Linked DNA regions of Gossypium hirsutum: region 1 is linked to region 2. The links are chromatin contacts, called in public Hi-C maps. All regions are on one chromosome and are shown on one strand. The core of a region is the stretch at or near the end of the contact, and the rest is flanking DNA. Distances in the headings are between cores, read along the strand shown.

Region 1 (7,834 bases), core at 564-3,063, 170 kb after region 2:
ACTTGCAGTCGGAGAATGATTGTTATTGAACGTGTGATTTTAATGTCTTGCTGATTTATACATTTGCTCGCCAAAAAAATTGTGTGTGCGTGTTATTGACAATCATTTTCTTTTTTGTAACAGCAGAAGAAGGCTAATTGTGAGGGTCCTCTTATTTGTTTAAAGCTTATTCCTTTAGATGTTTATGCATCTTGAGTGTAGTGTCGGAAGCAGCTCGATCTTGAGAAGTGGAGGATGGGTTTTGAAGCTTGGAAGGAAGAGGAAGCCAATGGGATCACTGCTATTCTGACCTCAACATCACTCTCATTGTCGCTTGCATTGCATGATGGTAACATATTCAACGTTGACTGCTTCCGACTGAAACTGTGTGAAAAATATGTTCATAACTGATATTCATACATTTCTCTACTTGTATCTATATAACCCTTGTATTGATATGACCAAGTGTAATTGCTTAATAACTTGAATATTTAGAACATCATAATTATATCTAATCATATATTACTTTCATATTGCATACAACAAGTACTTGATAAGAAAAAATAATTGTTGAACTGATTATTATTATTATAATATATTTCCAAAATTTCAAATACATTTTAAGAGCTTTAGAGTGAGTGCTTTCAAAATTGCGGGTTTCTACTAAATTGTTTGGTTGTAATGAAATTGAAAAAGTTGACTAAAAGATCTTAAATGATTTTGAAAAAGAAAATACCGACAATAAGAAGTTAATGTGACAACTGTTAGCTGTTTCTTTCGATCTGTCGTGTTTTGTGTGTAGGTGTTAGATTTTATGAGTCCTGTAAATATGTTAAAAATTTAAATAAAGATAAGATATGAATTTATTGACTAACAACTTTGAATTTACAATAATAATAAAAAAAGATATGTTGCACAAAGCATGAAAAAAGAAATATAAAAAAGCGAAAGGATAATAATTCCCAGCAACGGTATATCCCTCCAAAAAGAAGACCAAAGACATGACAAATTATATTCTATAAATCTGAAATTAAAAAGTTTTCAATTTGATTTTAATATAAATCCTTTCTTTACTTGCCTAAGATAGAGACACAGAAGAGTGATAACTGTAAACATCACCATTTTCCCTGCATTGTGATTGGAGTAGAATAAACCCTTTACTTTTCACATTTGACTTTTGGCAGTCCCACCATAGTAAAATAAATTAAATTTTGTTCATTTAATTTAGAAAAAGTTATAAAATGATCCTTAAATTATTTAAAATTTTTTATTTAAATTATTCAGTTGTTAAAATCGTTGTTGTATGACTTTTTTATTCATACTGTTTATACTAATTGAAAGCTCTTATTCTCCCTCTTTTTTACAATTCAATTTTTTTTTGAAACATCTTTAAACCTTATAAATTTACGAATCAAAATCTTAACAACTTTATTCTTTAATCTCCAACAGTAACTATGAGATCGACTTGGATCTAAGAAATATTTTTTTACTTGTCATTGGATATTGATCTATCTTATCATTTATCGAATTATCATTTGGAGCTCATTAGTCAAATTTAATATATATATATATATCAACTCAATAACTCAAATAAAAAATTTTAAATAATTTACTGATTTAAATAAAAATTTTCAAATAAATTATTAACTATGTTATAATTTTTAAAATTAACCAAAATATAATTTTATTAATAATTTAATTATCTTATGTGCAATTTCCCCTAGAGATAAAATGATCCTTTCAGACGTAAAAAACTATGCTCATGCAATAAAATACAGGCAGCTCGGGGTCCACATGTTTAACTATGTGAGTGCGACCCGCTTTCACATATTGGTCCCATCCCATCACATCCCCTGAAGTGTCGTAAACCATCTTTACTGGAAATGAAACTCATCATCGTCTTCAAGAAGTTGAAACAGCAAGAAACCTGCACTTAAAAAACTAAACAAAATCAGACAGTCTAGATTTGCTGGTTCCCAGTTGTATATTTGGGAATTGTAAGAAAAAACAAATGTCCAAACAAACTTACAGGGTTTGTTTCTGCTTCCAGAGGAGGTTTAGGCTGGCAGTTTCAGAGGCACCAGAGGATATCAAGAAACTGTTCGAACAATACTCCGAGAATGGGATAATGACCATTGATGGGCTGCAGAGGTTCTTGGTCGAGGTTCAGAAAGAAGATAAGGCTACCAGAGAAGATGCTCAGAAGATTATTGATAGTGTTAAACATTTTCATAGAAAGGGTGTAAACCTCGAAGCTTTTTTTAAGTACCTCTTTGGTGATATTAATCCTCCTCTTGCTTCTCTTGGGGTAATCATATTTCTCTCTCTCTTTGGATTGCCCTTTGTCCTTTTTAGGTTTATTAATTGGGCTTTGAATGCTTCCGTCCAAATTAGTTGATTTGTGTTTTTGTTTGGATGCTGTGAAAATTTTGGGAGCAAAGTGGAACATTTTTATACGTGATTTGAAGTTTGTTCCCTCTTTGAGTTTTCACCTTTACTAAAAAAGGATAATTTGCTTACCCTTATTGTTTCTAGTTGGAAACTTTGGTGTTGGGTTCTATGGGATTTAAATGAAACTAATACCTATTTTCAGCTCAGCAAGCTGTAATGTCTAGTGACTGGATTAGTAGCTTTGAAGAAGGTCCTGTGATGATACCGATCCGTGCGAAAAGTTGGGGCCAACTCACTTTCTTGTTTGATTGCTAAAGCAAATTGTTTTAGTTTTCTTCTTTTTGTGCTATCATGTTCATTTGTTTTATTTCAGGTTCACCATGATATGAGTGCTCCTTTGTCACATTATTTCATATATACTGGTCACAATTCTTACCTTACTGGGAACCAACTCAGTAGTGAGTGCAGTGATGTCCCCATCATAAATGCTCTTAAGAGAGGTGTGCGGGTGATAGAATTGGATATATGGCCGAATTCGACGAAAGATGATGTCGATGTTCTTCATGGAGGGTATGTTCTTCAACTGCAAAGAGTTACTTGAATGGATCTATCCTTGATAATTTTACGCAACTTGTCATACTTACATTGCAATATTTTGGTATGTTTCGAAGGAGCAGTCCATGTCTGTCCCCCGCTTCCGAGAGAATAACAAATGTTTCCTTCATGTAGGACATTGACTACTCCGGTGGAACTCATCAAGTGTTTGAGGTCTATTAAAGAGTATGCTTTTGTAGCCTCAGAATATCCGGTTGTCATAACTCTGGAAGATCACCTTACGCCAAAGCTTCAGGCTAAAGTTGCTGAGGTAAGTCTCAGTCCTTCTGATGTGGATTTAATTGTCTGATATTCCGATAATTTACGCTTCTATGACTAACTTCTAGATGGTCACTCAAACATTTGGAGAGATCTTGTTTTCTCCTGGCCCGGAATGCTTCAAAGAGTTCCCCTGTCCAGAATCATTGAAGAGACGCATAATCATATCTACAAAACCGCCAAAGGAATACTTGGAGGCGAAAGAAGTTAAGGATAAAGAGGATGATTCACAACGGGGTAAGGCCAGTGATGAAGAAGCTTGGGGAAATGAAGTTCCGGACCTTAAAGGCAGTCATGTAGCCAATTACAAGGTGTCTGGTGATACAAATTGCGGTTTACTAGCTGTTTCAATAGAATTTACATTTTCTTCATGATTTCTCTTATGACAGAATGATTTCGATGAAGAAGATGAGGAAGATACAGATGATGGAGAAAAGTCGCAGCATTCTCTAGCCCCAGAATATAAACATTTAATCGGCATTCTTGCCGGGAAGCCCAAGGGTGGATTTGATTCGTGGCTAAGGGTGGATCCTGATAAAGTGACACGTCTTAGCATGAGTGAGCAAAAATTTGAAAAGGCTGTAGTAACTCATGGAAAACAAATTGTAAGGTATTTGGCAAAGGATTTAGCAATTTTGATTTATGAGAGATCATCCCGAGGTTATTTGCACAATGAATTCGTATCTGTCTGGATTCATGAGCTTTTACTTCCTCACTACTTAACAAATCATTGAATGGTTTGATCTATTGTATTCAAAATTTTTTTCTTTTTTGATTTAAGCTTTGTTTCATGTGTTAGTAAGCTAGTATTGATATGGTGTTATACTCTAATTGCCTGAAATGTGCATTATAACTTTTGATTTCATATTCTGCTTATACTGCTACAGGTTTACGCGGCAGAATGTTCTTCGGGTGTATCCGAAGAGTACTCGTTTTGACTCGTCGAATTACAACCCACTAATTGGCTGGATGCATGGAGTTCAAATGGTTGCATTTAATATGCAGGTTTACACACCACTCCCTTTTTGTTCCTGCTTTGCAGTTTATTGTCCCGATGACAAAAAATTATGAGTGACAAAGATGTATGATACCAGCATAGAGTGTTCTTATTTGGTTAATGAGCAATTGCTCAAATAAAGTTCCATTTCATGTTTGATCCGGCAATTAGAACATGAAAAGCTGCTTCAGGGCCTATTTTGTTCTTTGTTCTGTCATGTAAGACATGATAGCCAGATGGATATTAGAAGGAAATTGTATGAATGCTTTATTTAGTTGATGTTGTTCCTAATTTCCTTTGAAAAATATTGAGATTCTTATCTGTTGGTGAATGATAGGGTCACGGAAGATCCTTATGGTTGATGCATGGAATGTTCAAAGCCAATGGGGGATGTGGTTATGTGAAAAAGCCAGATTTTCTATTGAACTCTATGGAAGTCTTTGATCCGAAAATCAAGTTACCAGTGAAAACAACTTTGAAGGTGAGTGTGCGATCGCTGTCGGATCGATGATTTTGAAAATATTCAGTCAATGATTATGATTTCTTGTTCTTGGTTTCAAAAGGTGACTGTGTATATGGGAGAAGGATGGTATTATGATTTCCATCACACCCATTTTGATGCGTATTCACCACCAGACTTTTACACGAGGGTAAGTCGATATACTGTAATTCAAGCAAGCTTTATATTTCTCGATTCACCCTACGGAACTCGGAAAATTTGATCAGGCTTTGTCTCCAGGTGGGGATTGCAGGAGTTCCAGCAGACTCAGTAATGAAAAAAACAAAGATTTTAGAAGATAACTGGTTGCCTTCCTGGAATGAGGTGTTTGAGTTCCCTTTAACTGTCCCTGAACTGGCTCTACTTCGGATTGAAGTTCATGAATACGACATGTCTGAAAAGGATGACTTTGGAGGCCAAACATGTCTTCCGATTTCCGAGCTAAGAAGTGGGATCCGAGCAGTGCCCCTTTACAGCCGGAAGGGTGAAAAATACAATTCCGTTAAGCTCCTTATGCACTTTGAATTCATCTAGTCCCCTTGAAGGAGAGTTGGAGTTTCAGCACTTCTAAAACCAACTTCATATTGTTTGATAATACTTGCGAGCTTGCGAGCAGACTGCAGAGCAATTATCTATTACATGTTAACTCTTGCAGTAATAAATTTATCTGCCATGTCAGTAATTTGTAATATATAAGTATGTGACAGACAAAGAACCTTTACACTGTTTATGTATTAAGCAATAAGTCTGATCTATAACATTTATCTGTTATGATCACTTTTTTTTTTTCTTAAACTGCTGAATTTTGTATAGTTTTATCATCTCCACTTGGTGCATAATAATAATGATAGGGTGAGGAATCAGTAAAGAATTGCAAATTTTTTAATGTCATGTTTAAAAGGTTGCATGAAAGCCTCGGTTCGTGAAAAGTACATTTTATTTTCTTCAGTTTGCTTGTTCTTAAATGTACTAAACTAACATTACAAAAGATACGTACATCCATATGCATAAAAAAGAATATTAAACATACTGATATAGGATGCTTACTTTTAACTCCCAAGATTTCGGAAGAAATTGGATGGATGTTCCACGCTATAAACTTAAAAATCCTGAACAATTACTTGGGTATATGTCCCAAGGTTTTTATGGTCGGACTCACAGGTTTTCAACATATGATGAGGATGCTGATATTAATGCTTTGGATACTGAGCTAAAGTCTTGTGGTCCATACTGGTCTCCGAATAATGCCGCACTCGAACATCATAAGAACTTAAATGCCCTGAAAAATTCTTCACATGCAGTTTCTGCAGATTTCATTCCTTTATCTGATATTGAATCATCACCTCATCGTGGTGATGAAAGTTCAATCTCAAACAATTCTATCATTGAAGAATCTAGGTAGGATGAAGGGAGTTCAACAAATTGGCCAGGGAGCATCCCCATGACGAAAAAGCATGGCTAGCCTTTGCAGAGTTCTAGGACAAGGTTGCAAGTATGCAACGACAGAAAGGTGTTCGCTTACAGACTCCTGAAAAGAAGATTAGCATACTTGAGAAGGCAATTGAGCTGAATCCCGATAATGAGCAAATCTTGCTTTCTCTAATGAGGGCATATCAGAAAAAGGATAACATTGATGTGTTGATTGGGAGATATTCAGGGAGTTGTGTTGTGTAGAGAATTCTTGCACGTTGTTCAAGAGGAGTTCTCCAGATTTAAAAGTTTTAGATATGAGAAAAATGTATGCACATGCGATCCAAGCTCTGTCTGCTACCTGCAATAAGCAGTTTAGACAGATTCATCAAACTAGTAAACCCACGGATAGTGCTATGGTCCATCTAGAGCTTGGTCTGGTAGATATATTTCTCTCCCTTTCTAGGCTTGAGTGGCAGACTGGTCACCAGGAACTGGCCACCGCTTTATTTCAAGCTGAAGAGCTCTTTGTCACGTGCAATGCATATTCTCTCCTGCCTAGGAACTAGTGCGACATACGGTCCATTCAAATGTCATCCATCAAGTTTGAAACAACTGAGAGCAGGGCAAGGGTTTAAAGAAAAAAATAGACTCATTAAGATCAAAAAGGGTGCGAGGCTGTGATGATGATCAGTCAGTTCCCCTAGTTTGTGCGGCGGCTTACTTGGCTGCTATTATAGATAATGTTTTTACAATGGTTCTCCCAGAAAGAAGCAGCCAAAGTCACCAACTAGAATATCTATTAAACTATAATGTTAGGATGCTTCAAAGACATCGTGAGCAATTTACTTTGTCCAAAGCTTGGGATACATGGATTGCAAATATATCCATCCAGCCCACAGCTCTTTAAAGCTTCAAAGGCATCACTCTTGACTATTAATGCAATTAAACCGTAATATTCATGATGAAATAATGTGAGGAAGGCTTTAAATCACTATGAATTATACAGGTAGAACTCCAAAATTGTGAAGAATGATTTGCTGGTCATCATGTTTGGCCATTTCTCTTTGGAATCACTTCTCACTAACAGTGATATAATAATTTATTGTTCATACATCAAATTTTAGGTTATAAAATTTTAATAACTTTTGTATTGCTATCCTATGTAACGTTCCATAAAGAAATGTGTAAATTATGACAATGTAGCGTATGAAATGGGGATTAAGTTGGTGGCATAACCACATGGTATAAATTCAAACACAAATGTTTAAAAAAAAAAAAAAACAAAGCTGGAGGCAAAGGCATGGTGGGCGTACATCATGGGGTCATCTGGAGCAAATTATAACTGAGGCCGAGCAAGATCCGACAAAACCAACCATTAAAATATATCAATATCTTTCCTTGAGAAACTTCAGCTCACGTTTCTAAGGTGTTTAAAACACTAACATTTTTTTTATAAACAAATAAAAATACAACACTATTCCTTTGCTTGCTTTTTTTTTTAAACAGTATTATTATAGATTTGGTTTATATATGTTTTTTAGATACTATTTAAAATTATCTATAATCTATTCCTAACCTATAAATAGAAGGATAATACCCATCAACATACCTAATCTCATGTCCTCCTACATTGACAACAATACTTATACTAATCGAATTAAGATTTAATCAGCGTTCATTTT
Region 2 (7,135 bases), core at 1,411-3,910:
CAGGCTGGGGATTTGCTAGCTATAAACACAATGAACAAAAATCATTACCCAAATAAGTTCATGAACCCAATCATCAGAACACCTAAAGGTCAGAAAAACATAACAAAACTATGGAAATAGCCTTTTAAGGATTTAATACAAAAATCTTTCTGGAAACTTGGGTCATCCATAATATCTTAACAGGTACACAGATTTTAAAACTTCAAAATACTTTTTGAATTTGGGCAATAATGATAGTTACTCCAACTAAGGTGCAAAAAAGTAGTAATTCATGTAATGGCGAGTCAGTAATAAGCAAAGCAAAATATATTCAGTTCCAAGATATCAGGCAGTCATCTTTGTTGGTTCAAAGTTTAAAAGAAGGTTTTTAACGTAGATGCAAAAGTGAGCCTTTACAGCTTTGCTGATTTTTTACCATAGACTAATCTAAAATCATGGCAGGAAATAATCAAATTTCACGGTGGAATGGTTACAACAGAGCTAAGATTTGATCAAAACAAGGTGAAAAAGGAGATCAGATTCATTTAATAAATGAGTGACGGGATAACTTTCTACTTCCAGAAACAGCAATATCATGTAATTGAAAAATCCAAATTTCTCAAAAGGCATGCAATCCATATCATAGCATTAAGAAAAATTTTCATACTCTAGATTTCAGGGCAGTTGGACGAGCCTTGGGAGTACCAATCTGACTCATTACAGTCTTCTGTGACTCCATCTCCAAGGAAGGAAAAAGAGGAGTACCAGGAGGTGTTAAAAGCCTGACATGGAAGAGATTTCCTGTTAATACTGTCATATTAAAAGAAAATAATTTAACTTAGTTACATTCATGTAGGAAAAAGAAAGGATTAGTGCAAAGCTGAAGCAAGTGAAAGACCTTAACACATCTTTCGTCCCCAATTAGAGAAGAAGTTCCGAATTCAGTCCTTGTCTTGGGACCCTTTCTCTATTTATATCAAAGCATTGGAACCTAATTACAAGCATAATCTACAAATTTGTCATCTAAACATTTTCTCTTGAGTTTGAACATTTGGCTTGTTTGAAAATCTGGAACTTAAATATTTTAAGGCAACTAACCTAGATTTGTCCACAAGTAGCAGTTAAAATCTACAAAATTTCAAAGTTCTAACTTCTTTTAGAGAAGGCAACGTATAAAACGAACTTAATAGGATTCGCAAAACATGACATCTGAATCTGATCAGACTGGACCAGAAAAGAACATAGAACCATGAGAAACAAATGGAATCAAGTTTCTAAAAATGAAAAATAATTCAACTCAACTAAAAAGTAGAAAACTGAAGTTTGAATCCCCAAAACATGACTGCAATCGATTCATCAAAAGAAACCATAACAAATCATCACTAATATTATATTTCAAAATGGCCAACTGAAGTTTAGAAAAAATAAATGCTCTAGTTGCCACTAGCGACTCCAGGGCACATTTTAAAAGTTCCCATCACAACGATCAAATTATTAACTTAATCAATTAAACATGCCACCAATAATTATAACCCTTCTTACTAGTTTTTTGCCTTTTTCTTCCTATTGCCTTAAAAATACATTGGACAAGATTAAGTAAATTATACGAAAACCTGCCAATAACTGATAACAAAACTAAGCTAAGCATGAATATGATTTATAAAATCAAGGCTCTGTTTGGTTGTTGCCAATGCTTCTGCCTTTTGGTAATTATTCTTTATACTTCTTATTTCCTGAAAGCTAAAAGAAATCAATATCAATATTAAAATTAAAGATAAAGAAATATCTAAACTGAAAGCTAATTCTAATATAATTGCTCCGCATCTAAAAAATAGTAAAGATATTACAATTTTAATCCTTCAGAATTTTTATTCACTTCTAGATCGAAAGGCGCCTTTTTGCAGTTTGGTTTCAGCCAAACAATACCTTAAATTAAATTAAATTAAATTAAATTAAAGGAATAAACAAACAAATTACCAGTCATAATCATTTTTATCACCATCAGAATTAAGAAAATCATCGGCAGCGGCAGCCGCTTTTCTCGGCGGAGTCGTTGTTGATGCTGAAAGATTAAATATCGGTGAAGTTCCAGGTTTAGATCCTACAGTTTCAAGAAATTACCAAATTACCAAAAATTAAAATTAAAAAGAAAAAGTGCCCTAGAAAAGTTGAAGAAATTTTAGAAACTTCACCTAATGGAGCGTCGAAGTCCTCATAGGAGTGATTAAGAAGAAGATCACTCTGTTCTTTCTCACGTTTTCGCATCTCGAGAAACAATGCAAGCTCTTCTTCTTTCTCTTTCATCATCGAAGCTCTTAATTGTTGCCGTTGTTTCAACACCGCCGCTTGCATTGCCGTTTCTTGCTGAGCCCTAAAGCTCCGATTCATCTTTCACCTCCTCAAATTTTACTCCTCGCGGATCAAAATAAGCCTTATCTTGTTCTTCTTCTTTCTCAGCTCTAAACGCAGCGCGTCCAAAAAGTGTTCGGTGAAGCTTGGGAGCTGGGAATGGCGAAACGACAATGGCGGAGAGTGGTGAGGAGTGCAAATAATAGGAAGGAGGGAAGGGTGAAATAGGAAGAGCAAAAGAAATCTTAAATGACGGAACAACTGTAATCTTCAGCTCTCCTCCTCTTTCTCTCACTTAAAGCCTACGTTTTTTGAGATTTTTGCTTTTAGGTGGATGGAATAATCACAATAATGCCCTCTGTTTTTAATTATATTTTCTTTTTATTTATTTTTTGTATTTATGTCCGTATTGTTTTATTCACCATCTTCGTTCTTATCTTATGCCCATATTGATAGATTCCTTGGGCCTCAGGCGATCAATTTTACCTACCATTATAGGATTAACATAATTTTGATTCGGATTTTGTTGCCATTTTTTATTTTTAAGTTAAAAAGTCACATTTGAAAAAACAAAATAAACAAAATAAAATAAAATGAAAGCTACTTGTTTGTTTCAGTTTGCTAGCCCTTAAGACTTGTTTAAATAGTTGAGTGAAATAATGAGGAAGCCATTCATCTATTTTGGTTCACGTGCCATTGGAGCCACTTGTAGCTTAGTTTTGAAGTTGTTTTGATTTGGTTGGAAACCATTCTCACCGTCTATTTTTGGAGGTTTGAGTATGGGTTAGTTGGACCTGATTTTTGAGTGTTGAATCTATACACTAAATCTTGCGATTCCAATTTTGGGAATAAAAAGAATACAAATATATTTTTAAAATTAAACTATAGCTCATTTCAACTTTAGCTTAATGTTAAACAGCATCACTAGCAATGTTTATGTTGTTTATATTTGGTCTATTGATCTGGTTAATTGTTTTTTGTTGATTTATTAATTGAGTCTTTAATCAATGTTTAATTTAATCAGTTGGTTTTGTTTTCTAGCATAGTGGTTTGTCATGGGATATCTTTAGTTTTAAGGATAGTGGCTTGTTATGGGATACGTCTCTAGTTTTAAAGATAATAGTTTGTCATAGGATGTAAGCCTATATAAGGCATTCAGTTGGTTTCAGAAATTATCGATCAGTTTAGTTTAGCTTCCCTTATTTTTATTGTTTTCTTATGTTATCTGTTGCGTGTTCTACATCATGATATCCGAGCTAGGTTTCTGTATCGTTTGATGTGTTTCCTCTTGGCAAAATGAGTGACCTTCATGTCATAGGTGGAGTTAAGAAACTCAATAATCAAAACTACAAATCTTGGTCAACATGTATGACGTCATGCTTGCAAGGCCAAAACCTGTGGGAGGTGGTGAACGGAAGCAAAATCACGTAACTAGTGGCAGAGCCTACAAGTGATATGATGCGGAAGTGGAAGATTAAAGAGGGCAAAGTAATGTGCGCTTTGCATATGACAGTTGAAAAAGACGTGCTGGAGCACATCCGAGATGTCAAAACTCCTAAAGAAGCGTGGGATACATTGGCAAGTTTGTTCTCCAAGAGAAACGACACGAAGCTTCAACTTCTTAAGAGCTAATTTTTGTTGATGGTGTAACATAACATGACAATCTTGCAGTATTTTTCACAAGGTGAAGCCGTTATGCTGAGATGGTTCGTGACGAAATGTGCAATTGTACACAATCATTATCAAGTAATACGTAAGTATTAGATTTATTGTCTCCACAAGGACTGTGTTTAAATCAATAATTGTAAAATTATTATTCATAAATTGGTTAAGGAAAACATATAATTTTGAGTGATAGGTGTCAAATTAAGTTAATTAACTAAATGAAAGTTAACCTAAATACAAATAAAATGAAATGCAAGGTGATGGTTTAGCAACAATTTTCACTAGTTAACAACAATAACATAACTAAACTAGAATAATTACAACATTTGACTTAATTCATTTTTCATCATGCCTAACAATGTTCCAAAAAAATTCCATGGCAACTTGATTGTTCATTAACTTGGAATCTAATATAAGTTCTTTCAAAATCTTATACTTAGAAAAACTTGGAATCTAATATAAGTTCTTTCAAAATCTTATACTTAGAAAAACATGTATATTTTTATGTCCACATTTAACTAAGGATTCCTTAGAACTTATGTGAAGTAACAAGGACGGATCAGGTTTGAAATAATTTAATCACACAAACTTAAAGTTATGCAAGGTAATAGAGCTCTTCCGAGTTATTACAAACCTTTAATTTAATCGGATTAGGATCTAAATTAAGCAAGCACCTTCCAATTATCGTGTCCATTAATTGCCATCTAGTCAGGATTAATCAACTAATTCTAATGCATTCAAACATGTTCTAATGCATTCAAACATGTGCTAGTACATATAATACGTAAATGATTTTAATTGGAAGCATGAGCAACTGAGGCATATAACATCATAAACATGAATCAAATGAACTCCATCAAATTAATGCAATCATTCTAGCCAAAACAAAATTAAGTCATCATTGTCAATAGAAAAACATCAAAACAATTTGTGAACATGTTGAATAACTAAGAACAAAATTAGAGAATGGGAAAGAAGAAACTCTTGATGATTTTAGCGGTTCTTCAAAGACCAATCGTGGTGGCTTCCTCTAGTTCTCGTGTTTACTCCTTTGTAAAATACTTCTCAATGTGGCTGGCCAATAGTGGTTTTCCTTAAGGGAAAATTCTAGCTAAAAAAATGGGGAAATGGGAAGGCCTATGCGTGGAAAGGAGAAGAGAAATGTAATGAATGAAAAGTGAGTGATGATTGAGAAGTTAACTGAATGTAGTATTTATAGTAGAGGAATAGCATGGGAGTTAGATAAAAATAGCTTGGAAATCCTTTTGAATTGCTCCCTTGCTTGGCCGACCATTAATTATGGAGAGTGGGTTGATTTTTTCTTGATTGTCTTGCTTGATTTGTGGCATGGGTTGGACGGCAATCAAAGTGAAAGTTAAAGGCTGATTTGTGATTGCACATGTAGGGACTTCAAATTAATTCCCCCAAAGCTGATGTGTGTCTCTTTCATGCCTTTACCGAATTTGGGTTATTCTCCCCCTTATTGAACGGTTTTGACAATCCAATTAAGAGCAGACTTCATTTTTTTCAGCAGCCATCTTTCTAGTTAGGTTTAATTGAATTTATAAGTCCAATTTGTGAGCTGGCATCCACATGAAGTAGCAATTAACTTGTGTTCATGTGTGGTATTTTTTACTCCTACATGAATTAATTTAGTGGTCCAACTGCAAAAAATTGAGTAAAAATTAACATGTAGCCTAAAATAGTAAAATTATGTAAAATTAATACTAAATTGTATAAAATTACAAACTTCACTCAAATTATGTCTAATATCTTAATATGAATTAAAATGACTCAATTGGATATCCACATGCTCAGAATTTGCATAAATTATGAGTAAAAAGGTGCTAATAAAACCTATATAATTTAAACGTATCACGAGAGATTGGTGATTTGGATTTATAAGCTCCGATCAAGGACAACGGGATGAAGAGGATAATCATCCATAGTTTGAGACCAAAATTTAGATGCTTTATTGCTGTAGTACAAAGATGGAAAACCCATTCATCGCTTGTTGAGTTCAAGAATTTGCTTGCTGGTCAAGAAGCATTAGCGAAAAATATGGGTGAAGTTCCATTGAAAGGGAAGGAGCAAACGTTCTATGCCAACAAGAGTAGGTGGATAAAAAAGGAGCTAGGACAAGATGAAAAGTTTTTAGGATAAAGGGAGTTCTTGTGTAGGGGGAGTTGCGAAGCCCTATGATAGTGGCAGAAAGTTTTAAAAGGAGCTGCTACAATTGCGGCAAAATGGATCACAAGACGCGTGCTTGCTGGTCAAAGAAAAAGCCCATGGAAAGTAATTTTGTTACTGCCAACAGTAAAGAAGAATGGGTTGTCGAGGCACTATTTGTTAGGGAAGAGGAGATACCTCTTACAATCGAATTGATTATGAGAACGATTAGATTGTTGATTTGGGCTGCTCAAATCATATGACAAGTGATAAGAAGAAGTTGCAGAATTTTTCAAATACAAAAGAAGTTGTGTAATAGTGACTACAAACAACTCGAAGTTATCAATAGCTTATATTGGTAATACTGTAGTCCCTCATCAGCATATTGCTACTGAGGTGTCGTTAGAAAATGTTTACCATGTTTCGGGATGAAAAAAAAAACATTCTTTGAATAGCACAATTAACATCTTCAAGACATTATGTTTTGTTTGGTCCTAAAGATGTAAAGGTTTATCGCAACCTAGAGAATTCTGGGGAGCCAGTGATGCAAAGATAAAGACTATGTAACGCCCCAAAAATTTAGAGTTTTTAATTTTTTATTATTTGACACAAATGGCATGTTTGCTTTACTGGCTTGGTGATTTGACTAGGTTTGGGAGTGTTTGAGAAGCCTGGGTTCAAGTCTTGGCTTTTGAAAAATTTTTCAAATAGTAGTGCTTGTTTTATGACACAAAGAGAGCATGTGGTCTAGTGGCAATGTGGCATGTTACTTCTGCTAGGGGACTTGAGTTCGAGTCCTGGGTTGTGCAATGGAGTAATTATTTTGCTGTTGAGCTAGATAGGTAGTGGAGTTAGATTGAGACTCTGAGGTTGAATTGGTCATGAGAGTTTGAATAGAGTTTGAATGGGATGTTGGAGTGTTTTGTGGAGAGAATCAGCGAGAGATATTAGGAGAAAATCAAAGAGTTTGAGG

What was found. Hi-C and Micro-C count contacts between places; a contact is called where the count stands out from the background.
Region 1: a contact with region 2 is called in a Hi-C map of leaf, with 2.4 times the contacts expected there. The contact joins the promoter of LOC107960006 here to the promoter of LOC107960003 in region 2. A contact is called at or near these places in 7 of 34 Hi-C or Micro-C datasets (leaf and petal).

What each region holds. Positions count from the first base shown.
Region 1 is chrA05:78,968,317-78,976,150 of Gossypium_hirsutum_v2.1, forward strand. It overlaps LOC107960006 (phosphoinositide phospholipase C 2), which reads left to right and starts at 1,814. Exons shown (of 9, transcript XM_016896202.2): 1 at 1,814-2,287; 2 at 2,744-2,940; 3 at 3,100-3,235; 4 at 3,312-3,554; 5 at 3,633-3,853; 6 at 4,131-4,248; 7 at 4,578-4,721; 8 at 4,804-4,890; 9 at 4,980-5,534. The coding sequence starts at 1,991. The coding sequence ends at 5,273. It also overlaps the pseudogene LOC107961015.
Region 2 is chrA05:78,798,081-78,805,215 of Gossypium_hirsutum_v2.1, forward strand. LOC107960003 reads right to left here and starts at 2,661. Exons shown (of 5, transcript XM_041112490.1): 1 at 2,172-2,661; 2 at 1,957-2,080; 3 at 647-761; 4 at 1-19. The coding sequence starts at 2,367.